Regions from separate parts of the Arachis hypogaea genome. Here region 1 is linked to region 2. A link is a contact called in public Hi-C data. All regions are on one chromosome and are shown on one strand. Each heading gives the region's core, a stretch centred on a gene start, on an enhancer-like site or on the middle of the called end of the contact. The rest is flanking DNA. Distances are from core to core; before and after follow the strand shown. Region 1 overlaps LOC112697072 (nudix hydrolase 13, mitochondrial). Region 2 holds the start of LOC112697068 (ATP-dependent DNA helicase At3g02060, chloroplastic).

Region 1 (7,716 bases), core at 3,757-6,256, 200 kb after region 2:
TGACTTTTCGGTTCGCGGATATTTAAGTTCCTAAAGATTTAAAAATACATTTAAGTCCCTAACCTCTTCAAAATCTGAATATATCAATCCCTAAGTCTAATTTGTCCAATTTTAAAAAACTTTGTCACATGTGCATCCGTATCAACCAGGTCAGTACAACGGGAGTCACGTTTAATTTTTCTGTTGAGTCTGATAGACCCAAGTGAACATGAGGGAACAATATGTCTAGGTTTTAAAAAGATCGGAGACTTAATTTTCAAGTCCTCGAGGACTTAAATGTCTGCAGATCAAAAGATCAAGGACCTATTTATTCTTTTTTCAAAGAATTATTTTAAAGTACAAAAAATATGTGTACTTTTTACTAATGAAATGACTGATTCTTCGTATCATAAAATTCATTGATAATAGAATTTGTGTCAAATCTTTCAGTAATTTTCTTCTCAATGTAATTAAAAGATAATTAGCAAGAAATTCATCTTTTATTTTGTTTCTAAGTTATTCTTCACAATATTCATAGCTGAGAAAGATCTCTCAATTGTAGCAGTTGTAACAGAGAGAATTAATACCAAACAAATCAAGAAAAACAGTCACAAGAAGAAAAAGAATCTACTTTATAGGATTTGAACAATTTTATTTAATTAAAAAACATTAGTAATAATATCTTTTTTAGATTTTTTTAATATTGTTTCTTATTTTAGATACTAGAGATTATTAATATTTAGGTTGGATTGGACTTTTATTTATACTACACTAAATACTAAATATATTTTTTAAAAAATTAAATCATATTTGATAACTTATTATTATTTAAAAAAAGTTGAGGGGGCGAGGCCTCCACTCGCCTCCCTTTGTGTCCGTCCCTGCCACTACCATATTCCTTCTAAATATTTCTTATCAAGACTTGACGGTCCAGCCGCCAACTAACATGCCTTTTACTTCTCTTCCTTATGTACGCTAACCAGTAAAATTGTTAACTATTCACACAATGCTAACGACAATCTACACCTGCCTTCGCTGTCCAATCGTAAATACACCTCCCAACTAAAAACTCCAACTATAGAAGCAACCAATCAACTATAAATACCACGACTTTAGAATTTTAGGCTAACAAATATGCACGTCAATAGGAATACCAAACACAAATCCAAAAATTGCAAATGGAAAAAATATTTCATAGTTAAATTATAAGAAATTGCAATGCCTCAAGGATCCAGTCCTACTCTCAGTTTGTTCTGGCAATACACAAACATCTAATCACAGCAGCATCAGATCGCAATCTCCACTTCAAAATGAAAACCAACTATCACTCCAAACGCCCCAAAAAACCTAACGGGAGGAAAATACACTTTTCTAATTTTGTTTTACCATAAAACTTCTAGTTGGCCACTAGAAGCCACAATACCAAAATCCACTCTCAGTTGGTCAATCCAGACATTGCACCTTTTAATTCGAGGATATTTTCGTACTTAAACACTTCACTACAAGATAAATGTCCATCAGTTACTTGTTCGTACACGGAACATCAGTCTTCCATTAAAATACAACGGAATAACTGATAATTTTTCTAAGATATGATTATGACACTACTCACACACCCATGACCCATCCACACACATTAAGGGTTCATCCACATATAGTAACTTTTTGGGTTAAGTACGATTTTGGTCCCTAACATAGAGGCCAAAAATTTATTTCATCTCCAACCTTTTTTTCACTACAAAATGGTCCCTAAGATTTCAGTTTGTTTAAAAATTGACCTTAGGACAAAAATGTCCTTCCCCCATCTTTCCCAAAATGCAAAAACAGAAGCAGAATGCAGAAACAGAATACAGAAGCAAGCAGTGAAACAACAACAACAACAATGAAACAACAACAACTAGAAGAACAACACCAATAACAATGGATAATGAAATCAAAGCAAAAACAAAAGCAAAACCAAAAGGAGAAGCAAAAACAGAAAAATTAAAGAAAAAAGGGTTGCAGTGGTGGTGGGAGAGGAGGGGCTGCGGCGGTGAACTGCGAATCGCGAGGAGAGGAGAGATGCGGTAGTGGTGGCAGATCGCGTGGAAAAGACTGCGGCAGTGGTGGCGACGCGAGGAAGTAGCCGTGGCAGCGGCGGCGTGGAGATTCCCCACTCTCCATCACAGGCGGCGGTGCGATGGCAACTTTTCCCACACCCCCTCTCCCGCGACTCTCTTCCGGTTCTTCTCTTTCTTCCCCATTCTCTTTCTTCCCTGTTCCCTTTCTTTCTTTTTTTTATTTTATAATTTTTTTAGTTAGGAGTCAAATAGTAATAAAAATAAAAAATTTGATGAAAAAGACAATTTTAAAATAAATTAAAATTTTTAGAATTATTTTGTAGCAAAAAAAATTAAGAACAAAATAAATTTTTAGCTTATACGTTAAGGATCAAAATTGTACTTAATCCTAACTTTTTTCTTTTACATTAGAGGCCTAAGGCCGAAAGAGAAAAATTTTTCTTTGGACTACAATACTTTATTCTTTTAATTAAATACACGGGTTATACTTATATATTAGTTAGGTACCAATATTCAAATTGGGCCTGTTTTGATTTATCCTCCTTTACATGCCCCCACATCAACAATAACTGAAAAAGGAATATTTTATTAACGGAAACTCATAAAAGCTAGTAAATTCACAAAACAACAACTCCTGTACTTTTTTTATGAAAAATATCATACTAGCAAACTTTCTCCATCCGTTACATTTACCTGGTTGGCCACCCAATAATTCTTCTTTTAGCCACTAGAAATGCTACAATCAGGGACGGATATAAGGGGGCGAGTGGCGGTCTCGGTTTCGGCCCCCCAACTTTTTTTAAGAGTAATAAATTATTATGTATAATTTAATTTTTTTAAAAAATATTTAGTATTTAGTATAGTATAAATAAAAATTCAGTCTAATTTAAATATTAATAATTTTTATCTAAAAAGTAAGTAACAATATTAAAGAAATTTGAAAAAGATATTATTACTAATATTTTTTAATTAAATAAAAAATTTCAAATATCATAAAGTGAATTTTTTTTCTTCTTATAGCCGTCTTTTTTTATTCATTTGGTATTAATTCTCTCTGTTTCAACTGCTACAATTAAGAGATCTTTTTCAACTATGAATATTGTGAAAAATAACTTAGAAACAAAATAAAAGATGAATTTCTTGATAATTTTCTTTTAATTATATTGAAAAGAAAATTACTGAAAAATTTTACACAAATTCTATTATCGGTGAATTTTATGATATGAAGAATCGACTATTTCGTTAGTAAAAAGTATACACATATTTCTTTTTACTTTAAAATATATTCTTTGTCAATATATTTTTGTAATACATCTTATATTATATAATTTTTTTACATAATTTTTAATATTATATGTGTTATTGGCCCCCCATAATATCATTTCTGGATCCGTTCCTGGCTACAATAGTTTCAATAATTATTAACTTTTTTATTTTTTATTAATTTCAATTTTTTTAAATGCTTGCTATGGTGTTTATATATAGTATTTATTTTGGTGCTATTAAATACGTAGAAAAAGATATTTTTTAATAAAAAATATATTTTTTATTTTAATATATTTAACAAATTTTTAATAATAAAAATAAAAATATTAAAAAAATAAAAATATATTTTTTGAAAAACTATAATTTATATTTTCTTAAATATATTTAAAAAAAATATTTTCACATAATAAATAAACAAAAAAAAGTACTTTTATCTTGTTGTAATTTAAATATAATTAATAAATAAAAAAATCTTTTTACATGAAACATCAAAACATAAAATTATTTTTACTTTTTAAAAGATCTTTTAAAAAAAGATTTTGCTATCTTGCGTCCTAAGAGCATAGGTTAAGCATACCATAAAAAGATATGTTTTAATGCTATTTATTGCAAAAATTAATTTTTTTATGTTTTCAATGCATAAAAACAATAAATAGCATTATTTTCTTTTGTTTATGGTATGCTTAATTTATGCCTAGTGGTGGTAGCATGCACCTTAACCCCAAGTACCCAACTTGATTGGATAGGGTTGCTAACTCGATCTGCTGCAAGTTGGGTTGAGTGCGGAGCGAGTTTGAGCACGGATTGGGTAGGATATGGGTTGAGTCTCAAACCTACCCGACTAATCCGCACCCTATATATGTATATATTATAGGTATGTGTTGAATCAAAGAAGAAAGACCTCTCACTTATTGCAAAAGATTTTTATCATTGAATCAAGATTCTCAATTGATAGTTTAACACTTTTGTTTATATGAAAACTAATTCTATTTTAGTGATACAATATTATATCACAACATTTATTTTGTGTTTGTGTTATTAATTTAAGCAAACACTTTTATGTATAATTGAACATTTGATGGTTATGTTGTTTATGGGACGATTGTGTTATTTATGAGATAATTGTGTTGTTTGTATTAAATTTTTAATTTGCATGCTCGTTAGGTTATATAATAATATTGCATATTTGTGAAAATTCGCAGATAGAGTTAAATACCCGCAGTAAGATTAGGGTTGGGTTCAAACCCTATTCTAACCTACCCATTGTCACCCCACCTATGTTCGTAGAGCACAAGAAAACAAAATTCTTTAAAGAAAGATAAGTTAAAAAAAAATTTTTTGTTAAAAGTTTACCCAAACAAATTCATAATTGTCTAATTTATTAAAAAGAGATAAAAATTAATATTTAATATTTACAATAAAAAACAAGTTCGACAAATTCGTCACCAAACTCAAAGCCATCAAAAGAATTTGCCTTTTTTTTTTTAAATGCAGCACAACGTTACTGCTTTTTAATTTTTTTGTTCTTCACGCCACTGATATGTTTTTTTTTTTTGGACAACATGTTTTTATTTTGAAGTTATGGGTTCTAAAATATAAACAGTCCTCCCATATTCTTTCCGCCGCCTCTTTAGGCAGCGCCCAACAAGCCCGGCCGAAATATCATTAGGCCCATAAAATCCATTGACCAAAATATTTTATTAACATTCCATTGACTACTTCAGATTAACAAATAATCCTCCTATCTTGACAAGAGGGCTTCTGAACATAACTTCTGACCACTGCTCTTGCAATCATACTTTTTGTGTTAAGAGACCTTGGCAAACTGATTCAATTTTAATTAGTTAGGAAAACATGTTTTCCATTCAAAGTAAAGAGACGCAGAAACGAGTAGCAAAAGAGAGTAACACCAATACTAATCATTATTGTTGACAATGAAATCAATTGTTCTAAATAGAAAGTGAAAGGTTAAAATATCATGAATCTTTTCTTCTTTTTTTTTCACATTTTTTACAAGGTTCTCTTAGGAACAAAGTGTGTTGAAGAAAATAAACATCAGTTGAAGATGTTGCTTACTTCCTTTCAACATTGATTCATTACATAAAAAAAAAAAAAAAAAAAAAAAAAAACAGAAACCAGAAAACATGTCAAAAGCTAAAGTTGATGGCTATTTCTTAAGAAGCACATGATAAGATGTTTTTCTTAGAATTCATACTATGGTGTGGCATAGTAGAGGATCTTTTATAGCACTTAGGCGGTGCCATAGTTTGAGATTCTGAAACATCTGCTACTAGACTTGAAGGGCAACCAATGCTATCTTCATCTTGCTTCTCAAGCTTTCTTTCTTCTTCTATGACTCTAAGAAACTCCTCGAGCGCGCTACACATCCACTCGTACCGGCTCAGACTAAATGCCTGCTTTATGTTTAACTGAGAACACAAAATATTAGACTTAGACTCAGATATAGCTGCTCTCTAATGTAGAAATACATTCTATTATGTAAACAATACAGAGAAATAGAAAGATGAAAACTTGTTAAGAAAACAAGACAGGTATAAAAAAAGAAAATCTCTCTGTCTTGAAACAGTTACCAAACACGACCTATGAATTTTCTTCATAACATTACACTTACCCATTGGCGACTGCGGTTATTTTGCTCCGGCCAAGTGTGAAGTTCTTCGGTAACCTCCATGGCAAACATGTATCCTTTACAACCACCTTCCGTGCAACATAAGTCAAGGTTGCTTTTGCTTCTGAATTCCCATATTCCCAGTGGAACTTCCTAAACATGAAATTAAAGTCAGCTAATTAGTCAAAGGAAATCAAAATCAATAGTAGACATCATCAGTTAATGCTTTCATGGATTAAATGTATAATTGTGTTAGTTAACTTAGTTTAATAGGTGTGCATAAACATACCATGAAGAACTATAAGTGAACAAGTTGAATGAGCAAGAAGGATATTGAACCTACTCTTAGAAGTCCTTTAACTCCTGCTTCCTCTAATGCTTCGCGGCACGCGGCTTCCGTAACAGTTTCATCATCCTCCCATCCACCCTGGAAAGTGATCAAGTGCTGATGAAGGGAATTGTTGCAGACATAGATAATATCTAATTCATTATCAAGTACCTTTGGAAATACAAGATCATCGCGTTTCGGCGAAGAAACCATGAGTACTTCTATCATTTCCTCTGTTTCGCCCGTTTGATCTGTGCTGTCCTTTATCCACCTATAGGGAATACACCTGTTGCAATGCAAAGGAAAGCTTAACCATCAGAATCTCTTGCAAATCTCACACAATTTCTTCTTCTCACAAGATATTGAAACTCTATAGAAAAGATAACAAAATTGTTCAAAATTTAATTTTTAAAATAGTTTTATACGTACATCTAATCATGTAACACTATATCAATAAAAATAACTATTTTTTACATTAATTACATGAATAGTCATCTAAAAAAACGAATGTACATAACTTTATAAAATACTTATTTTACACCATCAATATATCAAAATTAAATTATTTTTTGTTATCAAATATTTTCGCATGTAAAATTACTTGACAAGCAAGGTGCAGTTGTTTTTGAGAATTTTGCCATCTGGACCTGTTATTATTATTGTGTAATATAATTGATTATTGATACATCAAACACATTCTTTCATTACATGATTTCATAATCATGGTTACTACCCTAGTTAAACCCTGCATATGCGCATGCCACGGTGGTGTTGTTACCGATAACTATGGAGAAAATTTCCTGGTTGATTTATAAAATGATATTGATATGGTGATATGATTATGGCCCACAAATTTGGAGTGTCATTATTATTTTTATTAAACGTTTAAGTCAATGACATGGCCCACTGTTCTGATGCATGATTGTCATGGAAACATCCGCATGAAATATTGAAATGTTTAATTAATTATCAAACACACAAGGCATAATCATGCAGAAACAGTTCTAAGATGTCCTCTTCCACACATACACTATAAAAAAAAACGGTTAACGGAGAAAAGTGTGTTAAATAAAAATTCGGAATCTTCGAAAATAGAAAATTTCTATCACAAATGTAATTTTTACCATCAACAATATTATTTGTACATTAAAATTAACTATTAAAATTAATCATAAATATATTTATATATATGTTATTTAATTTATTTTTAATATATATTTTATACTAATAACTGATTTTAATAATTAATTTTAGTGTACATCTAATATAATTATTTTACTATTTATAACTTTTAAAAACAAATTTGTTGCAATATAAGAACATGTTTATTTTATTTTAAAAAAATTGCTTCTTAATATATGCATATGACTATAAAAAATGTTATTTATCCTTTAAATTTTTAGCTTTTAATCAATTTTTTATTTAAATAATATTATTTAATTAATTTAAATATT
Region 2 (6,838 bases), core at 1,548-4,047:
GAGATGGAAATAACTCATAAGCATCAAATAAACATGTCATATTGAAATAAATGTGAATATGTATATGTATAAATTCTGATTTATCGTGAATGCCTTAGAACATAACATGTAATTATTTAAAAATTTTAAATAACAAATTAAAATTAGAATATAAAATCATAATTAACAATTCCCCTTCCATCTAAACACATAGCATTTACTAAGATGTCACCTGTTGTTGATCAGGTGTAGGCTTATAAGGAAATTGAGCAGCAAATTCAGTCATGGCAGGACTTTTCGAGTAAGGCGGTCTTCTCTGTTTGAGCCTATGTAGATAGAGCTCCATCAAGTCAACGACCATTTTCTGTATCGCAACCTTCCCCTTAATCTTTCTTTTCTCCCAACTACTAATATCATTTAACTTGCTCAATGTCCGAGGTCTTTTGTTCTCGTTTGGACTGCCAAGGCACACCAAAATTTGACACGATCATGACCAAATCAAAACAATTCTCCAAACACAATTGACTACTAGCCAAACAAAATACTAGCTTCTCTAAAGTGCCTTAACAGGGTAAAGTGTTTGCATCAAAAGAAATTATGGCACACTTATGGTTCTTGTATCATGCAAAATTCTCAATCTCAACCATCAATTTTTTCATCGACGACCATGATTGTGCAATATCTCTCTATTGAAATGTCTAGCTAACTGACTTGTTCTATATATATGAATTACATTACAATAACAAAAAAGGTAAGAGTAAGAGGGCAAGGAAAACTCACAGACTATATCTATAGAGCATTTTCGATGCCTGCTTAAGAGGAAGCTTCGCCATCCCATCAGCATACTCGATGAAAACATATTCAGTAGGTTCTGTAGAATTCTTTGGAACATCCAACCTGATCCCAACAAACCTCCCAATGCCAACCTTCTTGTGAACAACATAGTCACCGGATTGAAGCGTATAAGGGTCAACCTTGTAGCTGAAGGTACCATCTTTCCCTTCCTTCCTCTCACCCTTCAGCTTCTGCAACCCCTTCTGCTGCTGCTCCTTCACCATCTGTATGTACCTATATTACACAAATGTCTCATTTTCACTCGCGTTTGCTAACTGTATTCATATACGTATGATTTAGCAAATACTGTAATCTTAAACTCCTTAAGTTCATGGCTGATTCATATTGTACTCAATACTTATTTGTGAAGCATAGTATGTACCTATCAGCCTCCTCTGAGTCCATAACAGTTCTTGAAACCTCCCTGCTGCCATAGTCACGACGAATTCTCTCGTTAAGCAAGGCAATTGGGTCATTCTCAAGCTCATTCTTTTTCTCTGTTCTGTTCCGCAATTCGGAAGGGGAAGAAGAAGGGGCATAGACCCCTTGCGTATAGAATGCATTGGTGGGAAAAAGAAGTACGTTTTTCTTCTTGATGTGAAGGGCTATAGGGTATAAAGGGTGGGGGAGGATGAAGAGTTTCCAAGTTTTGGGGGAAGAAGTGAGCTTGGAGATAAGGGGTGTGGAAAAGTGTGGAGCTGGAAGGAGTGAAGCCATGTAAAGAGGAGAGTCGTGTGTGGTTTTCAGAGGGAAGAATGGAAATGGGTCATTGGAAAAGTTTTGTGAAGAATGCGTATTTTGAGAAGATAGAATCAAATTCAGAGATGAATGTTGGAGGTTTTGGAGGGGTTTTGCCCAAACAGGGAACAAATATCTTATATCATCGTAACTCAACTTCCAGCTTTAATATCAAAAATATTTTGTCAAATTAATTTTTCTGGGGTTGAGATAAGACATAAGAGGCTGTGCAGGATATTTTTTTTCTTTTCTTTTATTTATTTACTTATTTTATATATTTTAATGGGCCTGCGGTTTTGGTTCCTCTTTCAGAAAGTAGAAACAAAAAAGAAACGAATTACTAGTTTCAAGACCAAAAAATAAAAAGAAAAGGGAAATAAGAGGGATATCTTCGAATTCCAATTCCTCCTTTGAGCGGAGGCCCGAGGAACTATCACTTTGTATCAGGCATGCAATAAATTAACATTTTCTTTAGTAATTGTGCAGAGCTCTTAGGTTGGATTAGCCAACCATCAATGCTTTCACAGGGCTATCCTTGAGCACTCTCTAAATGTACCATCGCCCTGTGTTATGCTGGCTTTAGAGGAATAACTTATTTTCAGGCCGTTCTTTCGTAAAAGAGAATAGCTATCTATAAGCATAAGCATGTTGGCTGAAGCCACTCAACGTAGGTTCTTTCCATCAGAACCTTCCTAACCATGATATCCACTGGTTCGTTCACAGAGCAAGACACCAAAGTAAAGCAAAACTGCCAGTCCAGTCTCAGAGCGATCTTGAGAAGAAAGCCCCTCTATGTGGTGTTGTGGAACAATTTTGCTAGATCAAAGATTGCGAGCTTCTGCGCAATAAACACCCCGATAACCACACTCCCAAGCTAGTTGCAAACTGCAACAAATAGTCAGCAGCTCTGCATGAAGAGGCCGATGATGCAGACAAGTTCCGGAGCAGCTCTTCACCCAGCTGCCGTCTGCATTGCGAATGACGGTGCCAAAGGCAGACTGTTGAGGCTCCATGAGAACAGTTCCATCAGAGTTAACTTTCACAAACACTAAAGGAGGTGGAGACCAGCGAAAAGAGATTGAGTGATGGCTCATAAGCTGGCCATGCTGCAGTAGAGCCTGGAATTCCAAGGCTGAGAAGCGAGCATAATGGGACAGCAAGGGAAGGGGCCAGTGATCATCAGTTTTTGCCCATTCCAAATACACCGCAACGCCCGAACAATGAGGGTAGGGTTAGTATTACCAGAATCTCTTTTGATCCAGGCCCCTCAGCATTATCACAACTATTGGGGTAAACGCCAGAAGCACTAAGATTGTGGATTTGTGGAAGAAATGGAAGAGAGCAGTTCGAGGAAAAGTGCCCTTTGGTATGTGCTAATTGGACATAATTTAGGTGCGCAAATAACACTTTTACTAAATAAATAATCAGAAGGAAAGGAGAAAGATCATTTCTAAGTTGAGTCTTCTAATACTCACCCAAAAAAAAAAAAACTTCTAATACAAAATTATTGCAACTATATAATATAATTACACATTAGGAGAGCAGCATAAACCTTACAAGCGTTTTTCTCAGAGAGACCCTCCTCTGCCATACTCATTTTTCCATGAGCGAGGCAATAAAAATAACACCTATAGCCTGGAGCATAGATTCGATACAGCCAGGAAGAAGTTGTATATCAAATTTTACCAAGAAACTAAACATAGTATATCATTCCAACTTCAATGAGACTGATGTGAGGAATGTTAAGAGCCACAGCAGGACCCCTGCAATTCTTGCGTAGAAATGAGTAACCGATATCAATCACAAGCTTCTTCAAGAATGAGGATGATTTCCTAGCCTTAACATATGAGTGCCCCAATACATAAGCAACCCCAGCTTCCTTAGCTTGAATCAAATCCACAAGTTCTTCCCTAACTGCAGGATCCATACCAGGATTGCTTGGTAGCTGAAATCTTACTCGACGCCTTCTAACTTGTGGACTTTCATCATCATAAACCGATTGCAAGCTGCGAAGGGTTACAGATTTACTGCTGGGGATGGAGCTGTCCACACCAATTTCCTCAATCTCGGAAACTATTAAGCTTGCAGTGGATTCTAAAGTTCTGGTACTTATAACAGCCATCCTCCCATCGAGCGAAGAGCTTTCAGAACTTGAGTACTGTGGTTCTTCTGCTTCCCTCTGTATAAACTCTGCTATACTCTGTATTAGATGGTTCTCGAAGTCTCCATCGTCCCTTTGAATGTCCTTGTACCCATATCTGACAATGCACCTGTACATTCGATAAGGTCTTGGACAAACTCGACCAATAAGGAATCTTTCTTCTGGGGAGACATATGGAACAGGGACTGATTTCACACAGACAAAAACTAACACCTTGTGAAAGGCAGGAAGATTCGTTACAAAATGGGAAAATATTGAAGGAACTCCAGTTGCTAGTTCTGAGTAGATGAGACCTATTCCTGGGACTCGAACAATGCCAAGGCTTGGGCCCAAACCCAGTAACCACTTCAATGAAACTTTGTTGTGAAGATCATAGCTGTACTTCCTTCGAGTACCATAATGCCATACATACATAACAACCATGAAGATGCAGGATAAGACAAGAGGGACCCATCCTCCCTGAGGCACTTTCATGAATGCTGCTGATAGATAGGTGCCCTCTATCACCCAAAAGAATAAAAGGAATGCTATAGCAATCACAACACTTTTTTGCCAGACAAAGATTGCGACCAGAGTCATCAGAAAGGTCGTCACAAACATTACAGTCATACATGCGAGTCCTGTAAATCAATGCCATGAATTAAATTCAAAACGAAAAAAACCGACATTCAAACTGTAATTTGTAACAACATTGTTAGCAGAAACTCCTGAATTCAAGGTAGCAGAGCAGGAATTGTAACACATCAAACTAGAAAACAGAAAAAAAAAAAAAATAAAGGGCTGGGATATTAACCATACTATCATTATTTTCACATCCACAAGCCAGTAATTATTGTATTGTTGTTCCTTCATAACAACTATTAGGACTTTGACTAATTGAACTATCAATCCAAACATATAATCAGAGGAAAACAATGATCTGAAGCAAATGAACAGAAAATTACCATACTCACAAGGAAAAAGATCCTCTAAGATGAGGATTTCGGTAAAGTGAAAAAGTGACAAATGTCTGTGTGTGTGTGTGTGTGTGTGGTTGTGGGAGGGGGGTGGGGGGTGGGTTGGTGTACGCTTTTTTGAGCAGGGAACCTTATATTACCGTAAGCATTTCCAATTATAGTCGTGTCTTGAAATCCAATGGTTATTGCAAGAGTCAGGATCATGAGTATCCAGTTTATCTCTGGGATGTAGATTTGCCCATATATATGTTTTGAAGTGTGGACAACTTTAACTCGTGGAAAGCAGCCAAGTGCATGACACTGCTTGATGATAGAGAAAGTTGCGGTTATAACAGCTTGACTCCCAACAATAGCAGCAAGGGTGGCAACAACAAAAACAGGCCAAAATACAGGTTCTGCAGGAGAAGCAAAAATATTAGCAATTGCACTAAATTACTGAATTCTCAAAGCAGTATTAACGAATGAGAGTAATGAATGGACCAACCAGGTATTGAATCATAAAAACTGTTATGAATAGATTGAAGGTTCTTAGACAAGAAAGCAGCTTGGCCCATATACTGTACCACCAAACAAGGGTATATAACAAACGCAAATGCAATCTGCAAAAGGGAGGAAAATATTAAGGAATCTCTTGACAATTGAGCATGTACTACTTATTGTTGCTTTCCCAGAAAATAGTAGTAATTTGTAAAACTAAGATCAATTTGATTATGTTGATATCATAGAGAAAATGGTGGATAAGAGGGAAAGAGAAAAACAAGAAAAAAAAAAAGGAGAAAGAAAACACTCAACTATAAGTACTCCTTATTTCTAATAATACTTTAAGCCATGTACCAGCATAGTGCAACTGGTACAATCTCAGCCCAACAAGACTAGTGACACGATTGGACAGCTAAAGCAATAAGAATCATAACATCATAATTCATAACAACAGTTGCAAGAAATTCAGCATCAAGTTTTTCTCACCCTTATCGATGTAGCAGTGAAATGACCAAGATCTGCAAACATAGCTTCAGTTCCTGGTGAGGTAAAAAAAAAAAAAAAAAAACTCAAATAGTTAGTAATTTAGTATAGTATAGCATCTGAGTTTCTTAAAACCTCAGGTTTTACAGTTCTAGTAACTCAAATTTTGACTAAATTTATACAATTGTAAATAGAACAAGGAACATCAATACATCATGCATAACATCCCTACAAACTATAGAGCATATTCTATGATATAACTGTTAAAAAGGATCAGAACTAACATACCAGTGATACAGAGAAGTATCCCTCCAAGAGAAATCCAACCTTCTTTACCAGTCTTGATAAAGAACTTGATGAGATAGTATGGGGATAATGCACGAACAATTCTAGGATTCCAAAAAATTGTGTTATACAGCCCAATAGAAAATATCGATAATAGCCAGATGATTACAACTGGTGCAAACACGAATGCCACTTTGTGTGTGCCAATGTGTTGAAGAGCAAACAGCCCAACCAATATGACACAGGCAAGCAGGACAAGCTCACCATCAGTTAATTTTCTTTCCGTAACTTGTAACCCTGATACAGATGCTAGAACTGCAAGGTAAAGATCAGGCTAATTGTTAGTTTCTTCTTAGAAGCAAGCCTTCAAGTAAAAAAAACCAATCGAGTTCTGTCATATTATTATTATATTGGAAGCAGTTTACAACAAAATAAGATGCTACAAAGCTCCAGGCATCCCAAATTTTAATTATGAATCACTTACCTGAAATTGCTGGGGTGAGAACACCATCGCCAATGACCATGCAAGCACCAAACAACACCACAATAAGCAGTGCGGTTCTTAACCTTTTATGCTTCTCCAGAAACCTCTTCAGTGGAGAAGAGGTTATGGCCTGTTGCGAGGGACCATATTTGTAGGATGATAACTCCTCATCAGCTGCTTGTTGATTAGGGAGCAAATTAAACTTGGCGTGCCTGCAGAGCAGCGAATAAAGAGCAAACGTTCCACCTGAAGACAGTAGTATTGCATTATATGATCATAATAAAATCATAGAGCTATAACTTATAACCAATCTTACAAGAAAATAATCCTAATAAAGGCCGCCATTCAAATACCTTCGCCACTATCATCAGCACTCAATAGGATGAACACATACTTAATCAACGGTATTAGTGTCAGTGTCCAGAAAATCAAAGAAAA

Evidence for each region. Hi-C and Micro-C count contacts between places; a contact is called where the count stands out from the background.
Region 1: a Hi-C map of an unstated tissue shows a contact between it and region 2, with 5 times the contacts expected there. The contact joins the enhancer-like site here to the promoter of LOC112697068 in region 2. A contact is called at or near these places in 4 of 8 Hi-C or Micro-C datasets (leaf and an unstated tissue).

Annotation. Positions count from the first base shown.
Region 1 is chr6:98,087,260-98,094,975 of arahy.Tifrunner.gnm2.J5K5, forward strand. LOC112697072 (nudix hydrolase 13, mitochondrial) reads right to left here. Exons shown (of 6, transcript XM_025750064.2): 3 at 6,434-6,548; 4 at 6,278-6,361; 5 at 5,938-6,087; 6 at 5,250-5,734. The coding sequence ends at 5,480. Among protein-coding and RNA genes, the nearest start is that of LOC112697072, 6.1 kb to the right of the region's middle. Within about 2 kb of position 5,007, at least 2 of the 3 cell types and tissues checked have open chromatin away from gene starts, as enhancers often do.
Region 2 is chr6:97,889,976-97,896,813 of arahy.Tifrunner.gnm2.J5K5, forward strand. LOC112697068 (ATP-dependent DNA helicase At3g02060, chloroplastic) reads right to left here and starts at 2,798. Exons shown (of 14, transcript XR_011862519.1): 1 at 1,196-2,798; 2 at 760-1,047; 3 at 212-437. LOC112697069 (potassium transporter 4) reads right to left here. Exons shown (of 8, transcript XM_025750062.3): 2 at 6,754-6,838; 3 at 6,401-6,646; 4 at 5,920-6,231; 5 at 5,635-5,687; 6 at 5,153-5,267; 7 at 4,809-5,063; 8 at 2,939-4,332. The coding sequence ends at 3,245.